Regions from separate parts of the Mus musculus genome. Here region 2 is linked to region 1. The links are chromatin contacts, called in public HiCAR-type maps. All regions are on one chromosome and are shown on one strand. The core of a region is the stretch at or near the end of the contact, and the rest is flanking DNA. Distances in the headings are between cores, read along the strand shown.

Region 1 (7,738 bases), core at 3,525-6,024:
CAGCATCATATAGACTGGGCCTTCATGGGTTTTGAAGGCCTGAAGAACTGGCCTTAGTCTACATCAGAGAGCAAGTGGCACAGACTCAGCCCTAGCCGATAGCTGGGGTCCTTTATAGAGGATGCTCACAGGCTGTGTCCTAGCCGCTAGCTGGGATCCTTTATAGAGGACGCTCATATGCTCTGCCCTAGCCGCTGGCTGGGGTCCTCTATGGAGGATGCTCACAGGCTCTGTCCTAGCCGCTAGTTGGGGTCCTTTATAGAGGATGCTCATAGGCTCAGTCCTAGCCGCTGGCTGGGGTCCTTTATGAGGATGCTCACAGGCTCTGTCCTAGCCGCTGGCTGGGGTCCTCTATGGAGGATGCTCACAGGCTCAGCGCTAGCCGCTAGCTGGGGTCCTCTATGGAGGATGCTCACAGGCTCAGCCCTAGCCGCTGGCTGGGGTCCTCTATGGAGAATGCTCACAGGCTCTGTCCTAGCCACTGGCTGGGGTCCTCTATGGAGGATGCTCACAGGCTCAGCGCTAGCCGCTGGCTGGGGTCCTGTATGAAGGATATTCACTTGAGATGAGTGTTGTGGGCTTTTTATTTTTAACTTTTTATTTTGAGATAATTACAGATACCCTCTCTAATTGCCTTTGGTCCTAATTCTGCTTCATTCACAGTGAAGAATAATAAAGAGATGCCCTGAACTCCCTCAATTAACCCTGTTTCCCCCCATGGCATCGTTTTACATAACTATCATACAATATCACAATCAGGAAATTGATGTTGATTTAATCCACCTACCTTAGCTGTATTTCTCCAAATCTCTCTCCCTGGTTCCCTCTCTCTCCCTCCCCTCTTCACCCTGCCTGTGTATACTTAGGTCTAAGCAATTTTATCTCATGTGGATATGTGAGGTTTCCACGGTCAGGATCCATGGCATTACAGAATCAGTGTATCTATGATCCTTCATTGCTATAATTTATTACAAGAATTTTATGCAAATGGGAGCTGTATATCACAACCTTTCCCGATTGGCATTTTTCAATCTGTGTAAGTTGCTTGTGGTCCATCCAAGTTATTGCATGGGTTGGTATCTTATATCACGAAGTAGTATTCCATGGCTTGGCTGTACCATACTTTACCTACACATTTGTCCAATAAAGTGCATTTGGGTTACTTCTAGTTTGGGGTTATAACCAAATAAAGATGCGGTAAACATTGCCGTGCGAATTTGTTATAGATGTGAATTTTCATTTGCCTGGAATAAGTACTCAAATTGCAATTTCTGGATAGCATGGTATATTCATTACTTTTCCTGTTGCTATGATAAAATACCCCCAGGGAAAGCAATCTGAGAAGAATGGATTTGTCCCGGCTCCCAGTTCAGTCCTTCATGACAGAGAAGTTGTGTCTGTAGGAGTGTGAGGCACCTGGTTACATTGTATCCAGAGCCAGGAGGAGATGGAGATGGGTGCATTCGCCCAGATTACTTTCTCTCAGCCTAGGACTTCAGCAAATGGATTATTGGTGCCCATATTTAGGTGGATCTTCCAGTGTTGTGAACACTATCTAGAAACTCCCTCCCAAGGACACTCAGAGGCCAATGAAATCCAGGTAATGACTCACTGCTGTGACAAGAGGCTCCTTCTCAAGGTCCTGTCAACAATCCACATAAAACTTACAGTATAAGCTATCAAACGTGGTACATGTTTATTTCTAATAAGAAACTCCCAAATTGTTTACTACAGTGTTACACTCTTTTACAACATCACAGCAACCCACGAATGGCTGTGTTTCTCTGTAATCTTTCTAGGATTTGATGTTATTTACTATTTTAAAAGACTTGGGGGTAGGGTTGTCTTAGTGGTTAAGAGTACTTTCTGCTCTTCCTGAGGATCCGAGTCTGGTTTGAGCACCCACCTCAAGGAGGCTGACACAGCCTGGAACGCCAGCCCTGTGCTAGTCTGGCTTTTGTGGACACCTGTACCCTTGTGCACAAAGCCACACACTGTATCAAGTATTTACATACTTTAAAGAAATAAGGTAAATCGTTAAGAAATTGTTTTAGTTCTTCTGAGAGATGTATCTGCATTGCTTATTAGGAATTTAACTTACAGCTTCTGGATGGCTTATGACATTAAACATCTTCTTGTGGGTTCATCTATAGTGAAATACCTATTTGCTATCTTTTATTCATTTTCTAGGTTGGCTCGCCTGTATAATGTTTCGGTTCAAGTAGTAAGAGTTCTTTATAGCTCGCAGTTGAAAATCCCTTGTCAAATATGTAGTCTGCAAATATCTCCCCTCCCCTGCCTATAGTTTGCCTTTTTACCCTCTCAACAGGATTTTCACAGAGTGCAAATTTTTCATTTTATTAGGTCGTAGGATAGTTAATCTTCTTGTCAACTTGACTAGATTTAGAGTCACCTCGGACACGCGGCTAGGCATGTCTGTGAAGGTGTTTTCAGAGATGTGTAAGACAGAAGGCTAACCTTGAGCGTAGGGGCAAGCATCTTATATGCTGGGTCCCAGACTAAAGAAAAAGTGAAAAGCCAGACCGCAGTGAACACCAGCAGCCAACTTGCTCTCACTGCATGTGCAGAAACAGCTGTGACACAAAATGAGGTCTATGGCCGTGCCACCCTGATCGCGCCGGATCCCGAATGACCTCGGAAGCTAAGCTGGGTCAGGCTTGGTTAGTACTTGGATGGGAAACCGCCTGGGAATGTCGGGTGCTGTCAGCTTTAAAGAAAGAAAGAAAAAAGAAAGGCGAAATGAGGAGAGGCAGGTGCTACACACGGCCTGTGCAGGGGCATGCATCTCTTCTGGGGACCTTTTGCCTCTGCTCACTGGCCCACTCTCATTCTCCCAACTACCTTTTCTTTCTTAATAAACTGTGTCTATTTTTATTTCTAACAATGTGTTCCTGGTGCAATCCTTCATCCTGGACCACAAGAGCCTCAAACGTGGTGCCCTCCGAAGTCAGACTTGCAGCCTGGCTCTAAGCAAAACCACCCTTTCTTCTTCTCTTCTTCGCGTCTTTTTCAGATACCGGCAGAAGCCTAAGCCAGTTTCCCCTAACACTCTGGCCTGTCACTCTTTCTTGATAGACAACCCTTGGCCCTAACCCCCACCGCCGCGCTCCGCCTCCCTAACGCAAGAGGGCGTGATTTTTTTCTCTTCCTTTTCCCTATCTCCCTCTTCCCGGAAGCTTCCAAGGTTTGCAGCTTACTTGTCCTATCCCAAGTCCTTTGTTTTTATCAAGGATGTCGGGCCACACTGTCAAATGAGGTATAATGACACTGGGCTGTTTCCCGTCCTCTCTAAATGTTAGCAGAGTTATTAGGGTCAGAGCCCAGGCCCTGGCAGCCCTGAGATGCTCCGCTCAGCTATCCATCCTCAGTAGGTTCATTAAACAGAAAAGTCATAGCGAAACACAGGGAACAGTGGCCAACGCAGTATGGTCAAAATGTGAAGAGGGACAAAGAGGTCCTGGGATTAACCAAGTCCACCTTCCGAGGAACAGGGGGGTGGGGGAGGGTAGCGTGTGTGTGTGTGTGTGTGTGTGTGTGTGTGTGTGTGTTATGCATAATTACAGCCAGATCTCTGGTCAGGGTGTGTCTGCTCCCTCACTGACCCACTATTGTCTCTGCTCTAGTCTCTCCCACAAGGTGGAGTGTGATAAGATGGTTGCCTGAACCTTCCAGAACCTCTTTCCAGGAGACAAGCTTGTCATCTCAGGCTGACACCAGGACAAGCCTTTCCCTTTTCCTAGCATAAGACTCTTAAGGAAATTCTAGTTTTCTTGGGCTCCATTTTTTTCCCACAGTCCAAAGGTGCGGGGTGGGGGTGGGGGAGGGGCACAGATGTCTCTTTAAAGAGGCTCTTCACTCCTGCCCCCACAGTGGCCAGAATGCTTCAGGGAAAAAGGTTCTGAGAGCAGAAGTTTTCTGTCATCAATAACCTTTCTCTCCTGTTGATCTAACTGTAGCTCTAGAAGGGGGATGGGGCGGAGGATGGCTTTGCAGAGCACTGGTAAGCGACACCTGTGCCCCTTCCTGAACTGCAGAAGAAATAAAAAGCCAGCATGCTCTTGAGGAAGCTGTATATGCATGGTGGGCTTAACAGGAAGGGAAAGAGAACAGTGCACAGGAGGACTGTCCCTGGAGGGCACAACATATAGGTGTGCAGGGAGAAAATACAGCCAAATATATTTTCAGGATATGGCAAGCAGATACGGCTGAACTGGAGGAGTTTATGGCTGCAGCTGGCATCTCTAGTACTATAAAACTGTGCGGAAGCCATTCTTCGACTTTGAGGATCAAACAGCTAGAGTCAAAGCAGAGATAACCGGAAAACATCCACTGCTGGAGAGCGAGTGGGAGGGAAAAATAATCTCACTTCACTGGGTTCCACCCCACGCTTCCATCTCCGCCTTTCTCGATGGCTAATTCATTCCAGTATGTGTGGTTGCTCCAGACAGGGGACTCGTCAGCATCGAAGATGAAGAAAGAGCTGTAGATAGGAGATCCTCCGCTGAAAGTTCAGCAAGAGAGATCAGAGCCAAAGAAAAAACCGCGGGGGCCAGAATGGGTTATAGAAAGTGGATTGCCAATAAAAAAAAAGGTCTCAGATCAGCAAAAAAGAAGCTACAGGGATCAATCTGGGCTTTAAATCTTCTATTCCTTATTATTTATTTACAAAATTACAAAGTACTGAGGGCAGAGCTTTGTCTAGTATATGAGGCTCAATCTCTAGGCCCCAGGTGGGGACGGGGAGGGAGAAAGAGAGGGAGGAAATCAAACTATTTTCCGTGTTGTTATCAGCCACTGATCTCCAGGCCAACACAAAGACATTCCCTCTCCCATCTCATTTCTTGAAAGTGCTTCCTCCCCTGACCCTTAAAAATATTTTGAGAACTATAAAGTCACACAAAGGAAATCTTAAAGCTACCAGGATATAAGATAGCTAAAGATGACATTTCCAACTTCCTCTTGATGTCACACCAAAAGAAATGCGGAGTGTTAGAGGCACAGGCCAGCCTGAAGGCTCCTGGACTTAGACATCTGAAGCTGTAACTACACATGTAAAGGTACAGGAGGCAGAGCCCATGATTCACACCCGAATGCCTGCCCCTGGAGGCTGAAACAGGAGAATCAGCCTGGGCTACATGGTAACAAGATCTTGTCTCAAAAAACAAACAACGAACAGAAACTGAGCCCTCCCCCCAACTGCTCCATCCTTCCCCCTCATCTCCGAAGAAGCCACTCCCAGACAGAGCAGAACCAGTAGGCCAATGGTGAATCATAAACACGTGTTCTGAAGAGCTGAGCAGAGGCTCCAGCTGTAGCTCAGTTGGCAGAGCCCTTGCCTAGCATTCAGGAAGCCCTGAGTTTTGTAGCCTGACCTGCATACATCTGGCTTGGTTGTTCACACCTAAAATCCCAGAACTCATGGATTAGAGGCAAAGGATCAGCTGTTCAAGTTCACCCTCAGCTACATAGCAAGTTTTGGGCCAGTCTGAGATACAAGACTGGTTGCCTCCGAACCAGGGTATGGGGAGGGATTAATGGGGCTTTCACTCAAAGGAAGGAGTAATATTGGGAAAATTGGTCAATAAAAACAAAAATTATAATTTAAACTATCCCCTCCCTTTCCCCTAAACTCCTACTTCTTAGTCTGGAAAACATCCACTCAAATATTTTCATTAATATGCCAAAATATGCTCTTCAAATTAGCTTTTACATGAGATAGCCCAAGGGAAATTTCTGGGGAGGGGGGAAGTCTGTCTCTAAATGAGATGCTCAAATGGCCTTAAGGTATCAAGATTTGGTGTTGTATACTATACCTTGACTGTACCCCAAGCCAAAATGGGAAAGAAAGAAAACAAAATAACACAACAACAAAATCTTACCTTAGCTTTTGCAGGACTGAAAGAAAATATTTTGGTAGTTTTATAAGAATATAGATCAAGCAAAAGTAACAATGTCCCCAAGCAAGGTGAGCTGGCAAGCTGCCCAGCAGAGAAATAAGACACTTTGAGTTTTCAGGTCTCTTATTCAAGGATGGATAAAGGAGAGAAAGGTGTGAGGGGCGGGGCACGGGTCATCAGATACAGTCTGTGGCCAAGAACCTCTGAACACTGAGTCCACTGATAGCAAACAGAAAACTCTGCATCCAGTAGGAAGATGGCCAACCCCAAGCAAGAAAGCATTTATTCACACACCAGACACCAGACCCAGAAGTATGCACACACACACACACAAGTAAGCACAAACTCACACACATGGACACTAGCCCAGAGGCAGATCATCTCGTGGTCTGGGTGCAGGCAACATCCCTTGGGAAAACTAATTTACAAGACTTTCTAATTGCTTTGAGTTCATTCTTCACCTGGTTCCCCATTTCTTCTGATGGTGACTGGGATTGTATTTTGAAATCCTAATCTGCCACTAGAGTGCTGCAATTACACAAATACAGCATAATAAATGAGGGCTAGCACACCCGAAATAGCACAACATAGGCAGTTGCAATTAGTCTTTGTAGATGTGTGTGTGTATGTGTGTGTGTGTGTGTGTGTGTGTGTAAGTACCTTCCACTTACTTGGCATTTGGAAATCATTTATTAGCCCAAGCAAACAGGTAGATGAAACCCCTCCGCTCTGTTTTTAACTGGACAGGATGGGCAGAGAAAGCAAGGTTCTTCTATTTCTTCACAATAAATGCAAATGGGGTAAAGAAAGCATCAGACCACACTCACATCCTTAAGACAGTCTGCAGCTGCCCAGGCTGACGAGTGCAGCCACCATCGCAAGGCTCCAGGATCTCAGGTACCGCATCCTAAACACCTCTCTCCCGTTCCTTCTGTAGTTTTAGACGGCCCAGAGCAGGCAGGTCCTTGACTTGAAAGCCTCTGACTCACCCTCCTGAGTAGTTCTGGGATCACAGGCATGAGGAACACACCTGGCTCATCCACTCATCCTTTGCATTGTGCAAGTCTGTGTGTGTGTGTGTGTGTGTGTGTGTGTGTGTGTGTGTGTGTGTATGTGTGTGTGTGTGTGTGTGTCTGCATTCATAAGTGGTGCATGCATAGTGCATATGTGGTATGTACCTGTCCTGTGCATGCATGTGTGTATGTGTGCATGTGGAGGTCAGAGTTCAAGCTTGAGTGTTATTCCTCAGGTGTGGAGAGCCATGAGCAATTGCCATCATGAGCCTCCGCTGTGCCTAACTGGTAAACAAGTAATGTGCGCAGGTGCAAGAGTAAATTCGTGCCAAGTCACTGCCCATCCCGGGGCGTGGTGATGAGGCTCTGGGAGAGCAGCCAATCAGGTGTGGACACACCACACTAAGGTGTATATAAGCAGCGCCTTTTTGCTGCAGAAGGATCCGGTTTCTCACGAGTGTTTTCTTGCTGTCGAGACAATAGCGCGTGTGAGACTCAGGATGCAGCCCACCTTGATTTTGCATTGCCTCCAAGTGTCCCCGTTCTTCTTAATGATTCTCATGAACAGAGGCAGCAACAATTGGAAAATCAGTGGATTTTTCCTGTGTTGACACCAGAGCAGAGACCGTGTGATTTCCATGTTCTGGGTCTCTTCCGGACATGGTAGTCTGAAACTGCTGACCAGTGTTGCTGTCACTTACCAAAATTATGAACAAATGACCATGCCGCAGGGGGAGGATTGATGGAGATGGAACCCATATGTGCTGTGCTTCCTAGATCAAATGAAATGTTCAGCCAACTCATCTG
Region 2 (7,738 bases), core at 3,448-5,947, 41 kb before region 1:
TAACCTTCCCTGAATCCCAAGTGGCTGGATATATAGTTCATGAAGCCCAGGCACGGGCTCCTTAGCACACAGACTCCTCTATGTGGGTAGTGGAGAAAGAATCCTCCTGGAATGCATCTGTCAAATCTTCTAGAGAAGCTAGGGAAAGGGAGAAGAGGAAAGAGCAGGAAGGGGGCCAGCACCACGCCAAGGCGTTCCCATTTGAACTGGGCTCAACTGCCAACACTTCCTGGTGTATGCTCAGGAGGCATGGAGCAATGGAGCAATGGATGCTGCTGCCTTCAGCTGCTGCTCTTTGCTCTGTGCTGGCGTGGAAACAAATTAGTTTCATCTTTTATTTCATTCTTTGAAAGTCCTTTGAATTCTGACAGGCTCATGTCAGAATTCCTCTCAAGACTCCGACCCAGGTCCATCAACACACACTGAATACTTCACCCTCACCTCCTGCCCTTTACCAAGCCAAGCAATCACTCATGTGCAGTTTCCCCTGTGAGAGGAAAACTCAAAGGTGTCCCATCACTCCTGGGTGAAGGGAGGATGCTTTGAAAGGAAAGGATGGCCGCCAGCTCAGAGAGTGCTTGTCAGTCTTGATCTTGCTGCCTTGTCAGGCTGACAGCAGGATGGCAGGCCATTAGTAGGAGGCCATCTTTGGAATCACCAAGAGTAAAAACCTAAAGAAGTAGAATATTGGTGACTCTACCACATTATTTTCATTCTTGAATGCTGTTTTTTTTTAAGCTCTCTTATATCTTTATGTATATGTTTGTTTGGCGTGTGTGTGTGTGTGTGTGTGTGTGTGTGTGTGTGTGTGTACATCAGGATCATGCATGATGCCCACAGAAGCAAAAATGGGAGACAGATCCCCTGGAACTGGAGTTACGGATGGTTGTAGGCTGCCATGTAGATGCTTAGAATTGGATCTAGGTCCTTTGAGAAGGCAGCCATTGCTCTGAACTGTTGAGCCATTTTTCCAGCCCAATTTTGATTTTTTTTTAATTGCATGCATGTATATGGGTAGGTGGGCATGTACCTGTGAGTAGAGTTTCAGGCAGTTGGGTTTATCCAATGTGGGTGCTGGAAACCAAACTTAGGTCCTCTGTAATAGCAGCACATGGTAGGCCCCATCCCTTAAAAAAATAAAGTGTTGAGTGTCCTCCACAAAGGAAGAAAAGTAACAAAAACTTCCTTGTCCCCAGAGTCAGGTGCTTCATGGGGGAGGGAGTTATGTTTTCTTAACTCTCTAATATTTTTCTCCTGTGTTTGTTATTTTCCTTTCCTGATTCCAGATGGGGAAAACAGAGAAGTCAAGCAAGGAAGGCACTTGTAGAGCTGACATTAAATATATGGAGGGAGACAAAGCAGAAGGAATGAGTCATGGCCAGCGTGGTTTCAATGGGATGGAAACCAAGGGACAGAAGGAGGTAGCCACACTGTGAGGACAGTGGAAGAGAAAGCAGGACTCGGGTCCTCAGGGAGGAAAAGGCATGTGAACAGAGCTATTTAGGGCTTCAGAAAGTTCAACAGAAGTCATATGAAAATCACAGCTCCAGGGAGCACCATTACACCTGGGCTTGCTGAGACCAAGGTGCTATAAAGAGACACTTGTGCCCATCCTTTTTGGTCATCAGACTACTAAAGAAATGGCCACTGAGGAGCTAGAGCCACCCCAGAAATCTCCTGCTGAGAGAAGAGAAAGACTAGCCTGATGTCAGCCAGAGAGGGAACTGGTCTCCCAGGAGATGTCACTCAGTGCTAACAGCTATCAGACCACTTTGCTGGGGAGACTGGAAGCCAGACATGGTGGGACAGGAGTGGACATGACCACACCTTGACCTGGACAGTTTGAGTGCATGTATCAATAGCTCTCTTTATGGACTTAAACCTCACTCTCTATATTTAAATTTTGCTTTGTGACCTGGAAGGTGGACCTGGGGAATCACTTATGTCTCTGTCTCTCTTTCCAAAAGATATCCCCTAGAGTTGGAGCTACAAATGGTTGTGAGCTGCCTAATGGGTTCTGGGTATCAAAACTGGGTCTTCTGCAAGAGCAGCCAGGGCTCTTCATGGCAGAACCATCTCTTCAGCCCCCAGTATGACAATTTTAATTATTATTATAATTTAATTATTGAAGATGAGCGTTAAGCCTGCTTCAGGAGCACAATCTATGCCCCAAGTTCAGGAAAACTCTATCACTAGATGCTGTGCTGGCTTTACTGTGTGCCCCAGTCACTGTGGGGGCCACTGAGCACTTGCTGTGTGGCTTGTTGGAACTGAGATATGTACCAGAACTTGGAGCTCTTATACAACATAACCTGAATGCTAGATGTTAACCAGCTATTTTACATTGTGTATTGAAATAACACGTAATTGTTATAAATTAAGTACAAAGAATTTCAGAAATCAAATGCCAAGTGAATAAAACTGCCAACCATCAAATGGGCAACGAACTGAATAGAGAATTTTCAAACACAAATGGCCAATAGCCATTTTAAAACTGTTCAATATTCCTAGCCATCAGGGAAATGCAAATTGATACTACATTGAGGTGCCACCTCACCCTTGTCAGAATGGCAGTCACCAAGGAATCTGACAAGAAATGTGGATAGAGTCAGAGCCTCACCCATTGTTGGTGGGGTGAAAACGAATATGGCCACTGTGAAATCAGTCTGGAGGTTTCTTAAAAAATAAAACATTAGAAATAGTATTTCACTCCTGGGAGAAAACCCAGAGAACTTTACACCCTACCACTGAGATATTTTCAGCCCCTGTTAGCTGCTGCTTTTGTCACTATTAGCAAAGAATTTAACCAACTTTTTAGTTCTCCTTCAACAAGTGAATGAATAATAGAAATACTAATATATGTTATACATCTATATGCCATATGTACTATATGCTATGTATGCCATATACAATATTATATATATACATATATACACACATATATATTGAACTGAAATAGTATATATTATATATTATATATGCCATATTTATACACATACAACTCTAAAGAACAAAGTTAAAAATGTACAAGAAGATAGATAGATGGATTTAGAATGTATATTAAGCAAGGCCACACAGCCTCAGAATGAACTAAGCTACACATTCTCTTCATATGCAGAATCTACCCAATGATATGCACATACATGTAAATAGTTGTTGGTCACAGCATGACATGAAGAAAGGGCAACCAGGCTAGTACCAGGGGACGAGGGAGGACCGGGTGCAGGTCATGGACAGGAGTTATGAAAGAGGAGATGAAATTAATTGCTTTTCTAGTTCTAAGCTTGTCACAGATTTTGGGGGGTTGGGAGATGGTTGCATGCATAAAGTGTATGCGATACTGAAAGTATGAAATCTAATGTGAAGGTTCACAGCTGCTGTTCCTAATGCCAGCTCTAACTTCTCAAGGTTTGCACTGATTTTGGGTCAACTTTGGTATACAATGTTCTCATTTATTTGCAAGTTTTCTTATATAAAGTTTACAAACTGTTAAACTATAAACTGAAATAGAAAGGAAATAGTAACAGCTTTAGGGTAGTGGTCAAACAAGACTAGGTACTCTCATCTACTCTTCTGCATGTGTTGTAATGGGGTCCACAGTATATTTCTACAGATGCCAGGAAAGGAACCCATGCTTGCTGGTACCTAAGTTCATGCACATGCATGGTGCCTTCCTCTTGAGGAAGAATAGAAAGACAGGAATTTAGGGGTGTGGGGGTAGGGAAAGAAAGCCTCACTCCAGAGTCTCCTGAAGTCTCTAGAGTGTTGAGGATTCGCGAACAATTACCATTTGCAAAGCCTTTCTCTGCAGTCAAGCTCTTGACCTACAGTTTCCTAGGACTCTCACGGGAACCCCATTCACAGTAAGAGGACATTTCCTAATCCCTTTTGTAATGGCTCCTGGTTTTACAGTACCAGATTAAAAATCCCATTCTATGTCACCTTGTCAGGCATCCTCTAAGTACATTTGTTTAAAAGGAGGTAAGAAAAGGTTTCTTAGCATTCCTGTGAGATGTAACTTGAGTGCCCACCAAAATGGGCAACATGGCGTCCTAAGACACTTAACTCCAGCTCTCTCCTAAGAACCCCATGTCCACACTTGGGTCTGTCTTAGTCTTCCTCTGAGTTCTCTCACTGTCTTAACTCCCATGGTAAAACAAAACAAAACAAAACAAAACAAAACAAAACAAAACAAAACAAAACAAAATCTCTGCTTCGGACCAGCTTGTCCTGAAATTCTTTCCCATATGGCAGCAAAGGACCTACCTTTTTCCTGAGTCCAGTTCTTAAAAGATTATAAGGTGCCAGGTGGTGGTGGTGCAGCACCTTTAATCCCAGAACTCCGGAGGCTGAGGCAGACCCGAGAATCTCTTGAGTTTAAGGTCACGCTGGTTTGCAGAGCAAGTTCCAAGACAGCCAGGGCCACACAGAGAAACCCTGTCTTGAAAAACAAACAAACAAACAAACAAACAACACCAAAAAAGATTAAGAGAATGTGCCTGTGATGGTGTGGAGGGTGACTTCCTGGAGGGCGACAGCATGGAGGGTGACAATATAGAGGGTGACAGTGTGGAGGGTGACTTTGTCTTATCACTACTCACACTACAGTCCCTGGGCCTCCCTCAAATCTGCTCATCAGTGGGCAGTGGGAGGAAGCTTGGCCCTGTGCAGTCTATGCTTTCTCTTGACTCCAAAACAGATCTCACTTTGGAGGATGTGCGAGGCATGGGAAACAGGAAGCTGGAGAGAGGAGCCAATTCCCTTGTCTGCCTTTCATTTCCTTCAAAGTGGAAATCTGCAAGCTCCTGTTGCTCTGACACAGACCAGGATGTGCACTGAAGTGATCGTCTGTGGGAGGCTCCCAAAGGAGGGTTCCTTTGGTGTGGAGGCACCCAGCTCAGAGTTAGCCATTGCTCACTGTCAGGAGGCAAGGGGGACATCCTGGAAACAGACTTTGATCTATTTGTTTGCAGCGGCCCTCCTTCATCCTATTGACTTGTTACCGGAATCTGCAGAACATTTTGTGAAAATCTGTTTGAATAGGAGGTTTTGACTCAAAAGGCTGTTTTTTTTTTTAAGTTCTATATTTTCCTTTTCAAAGGAAATCCATTCATCTGGTTAACAAAACTAATGAGTCATGCGATGTACAGGCACTTTGTCAGCTACCTTATTCTCCATGATATCCCAGACTAATTGAGTGAGACAGATTTGTTTAAGAATAGCAAAAAGGAGCTGAAGAGATGACTCCATGGGCAAAGCACTTGCTGCACAGCCTGACTCCTGTCTTCAGATACCCAGAACCCATACACAGAGCCAAACAAAGGGGCTTACCAGCCTCCAACTCCAGGGCACCCCATGAGAAAAGCCAGAAGCGGAAACATGAGAATTGCCAAAAGTATACGGACCAGTTCGGCTGGAGTCAGCTGTGGTGACAGGAAAGACCCCACTGTAAACAAGGTAGAAGGTGAAGACTTGATCCCGTGCTGTCTTTTGAGCACCATAGCAGTACAGTGGTACACACTGTCTTACACACACACAGCACACACATACATAGCAGAGGATACCATATCACACACACACACAGGTGAAAAAAGATTTAATTATGCCATGACTCAAATCCACGTGGACTACAAAGGAGCATAAAATAGGAATCAACTTTCCCTTGTGAGATCAGGTAAGTTCCCTGGGGTTCCCCACCAACCCTATTTCTGCTCTGGGTCTGAGCCCCAAATCCACACACCTCCAGACGTCTCTGCCTGGGTGACACTTGAGATGTCACGTGTAGAAAGCATGGCTGACATTGTTTCAAACAAAAATACCACTCTTCCCCTGCAGTAAGTACCCTAAGCACGGCATCTCAGTCAATGCAGCAGCGCCCACTCAGGTCCCAAGCAGAGGCTGAGAACCAGCCGTCATTCCCACCTTTCCTCTGCCTCAGTCCTGCCAATGCTGTGCCACCAAGAACCCACCAGGAGCTGCCTGAGTTCTGCTCCTACACCTGTCCCCTAAGTTCCCTTCTCCCTCACTCTGGTCCATCCAGATTTCCGTCTGGATGCACACCTGGACATTTGCAAACATAAATTGGATTGTGTCACTTCCTTGTGTGTACCCTCCCAACAGGTCTTCACTGAAGAAGGAATAAAATGGCAAACATGTTGCTTAGAATCTGCCATGGTTTCTCCACTGGGTTAGATAGAAGAACATGACATGTTGTTGGATGCGGGAAGTTAGTAACAGCTCTACATAAAAGTGAAAATCTGTGCTGGTGATTGTGGCCCTCAGGAGTCTGAGCCTGAGGAGAAGTGGCACTGAGGGCTTTTCCATTCAGGACCAAGTTCCCAAAATAATGATTCTGATGCTTAATATTTCATGAATAAACACCTAGCCCAAAAGCTCTGCCTTGCTCCTCAGCCAGCTCATAACTTCCTTGCCTGTTTCTTCCATTCTATTCCATTCCATTCCATTCCATTCCATTCCATTCTATTCCCACTGTGTGCTTAGTTATCTCTCCTCAGTTTCATGTGACCTTCTCCTTCAGCGTTCAGGGTGACTCTATCCCAGAGTTCAACCTCTCTCTGTCAGAGCTCCCACCTCCAATTTCCTGCCTAAGCTAATAGGCCAACAGCTTTTTATTGACAGGTGATTCCACACAGTGCATATGAGGAGTGCCATAAATTTGAGGTCCTCCTGGTCTGTGTCAAGATCTAGCTAGTCAGCTTATGAAGTGAGGCTCTGCCTAGATACACACCAACACATATACACACATGGCAGGGGAGCGGTATTTGAAAAACATTTATCAGCCAAAGAATATAACTAACTGGCTGGACAACTTCTTAGTGGTACCAAAGTTATCCAGTTCATTCCCTACACTCCAAGAGGGTCACTCTCAGAAACTGGCACCACTCCTGCTGAAACACACACACTAATATACACTTACACACACTCACATATACACTCATGCACATACAATACACACACATTCATACTCACACATATACAATACACACATACACATGCTCACACACACTCACACACAACACATACTCATACACACATACAGACACTCATACAATACACACTCATATACATATTCATACTCACATACACAAATACACACAGACATACATGTACACACACTCACACACATACACATATACACAGTAACAAACATACATAACACTCATTTATTCATACAACACATACACACTCATACACACAACTCACACTCATATACATACACACACACTTATGAACACACACTCATAAAGCACATACACACACACTGGTTCATACTCAAAACACACACATACACATACTCAAACACACATACTCTCATACACACTCATACAACACACACATTCACATATACACACTCTACTGGCTAGTTTTGTGTCAACTTGACACAGACTGGAGTTATCACAGAGAAAGGAGCTTCAGTTGGGGAAATGCCTCCATGAGATCCAACTGTAAGGCATTTTCTCAATTAGTGATCAAGGGGGAAAGGCCCCTTGTGGGTGGGACCATCTCTGGGCTGGTAGTCTTGGGTTCTATAAGAGAGCAGGCTGAGCAAGCCAGGGTAGGCAAGCCAGTAAGAAACACCCCTCCATGGCCTCTGCATCAGCTCCTGCTTTCTGCCCTGCTTGAGTTCCAGTCCTGACTTCCTTGGTAATGAACAGCAATGTGGAAGTGTAAGCTGAATAAACCCTTTTCTCCCCAACTGCTTCTTGGTCATGATGTT

The links. HiCAR-type assays count read pairs that join an accessible place to other places.
Region 2: a contact with region 1 is called in a HiCAR-type map of Th17 cells, with 3 times the contacts expected there. The contact joins the promoter of D330037F02Rik here to the enhancer-like site in region 1. A contact is called at or near these places in 1 of 39 promoter capture datasets (the C10 cell line) and 2 of 115 datasets of contacts at active chromatin or transcription factors (Th17 cells and heart atrium).

The regions. Positions count from the first base shown.
Region 1 is chr9:115,621,592-115,629,329 of GRCm38.p6, reverse strand. It overlaps the pseudogene n-R5s92. Among named protein-coding and RNA genes, the nearest start is that of Gm39448, 33 kb to the left of the region's middle. Within about 2 kb of position 4,774, at least 88 of the 459 cell types and tissues checked have an H3K27ac peak or open chromatin away from gene starts, as enhancers often do. A contact at or near this core is called in Th17 cells, where this site is marked.
Region 2 is chr9:115,662,827-115,670,564 of GRCm38.p6, reverse strand. It overlaps D330037F02Rik (RIKEN cDNA D330037F02 gene), which reads right to left and starts at 4,697. Exons shown (of 7, transcript NR_166686.1): 1 at 4,267-4,697.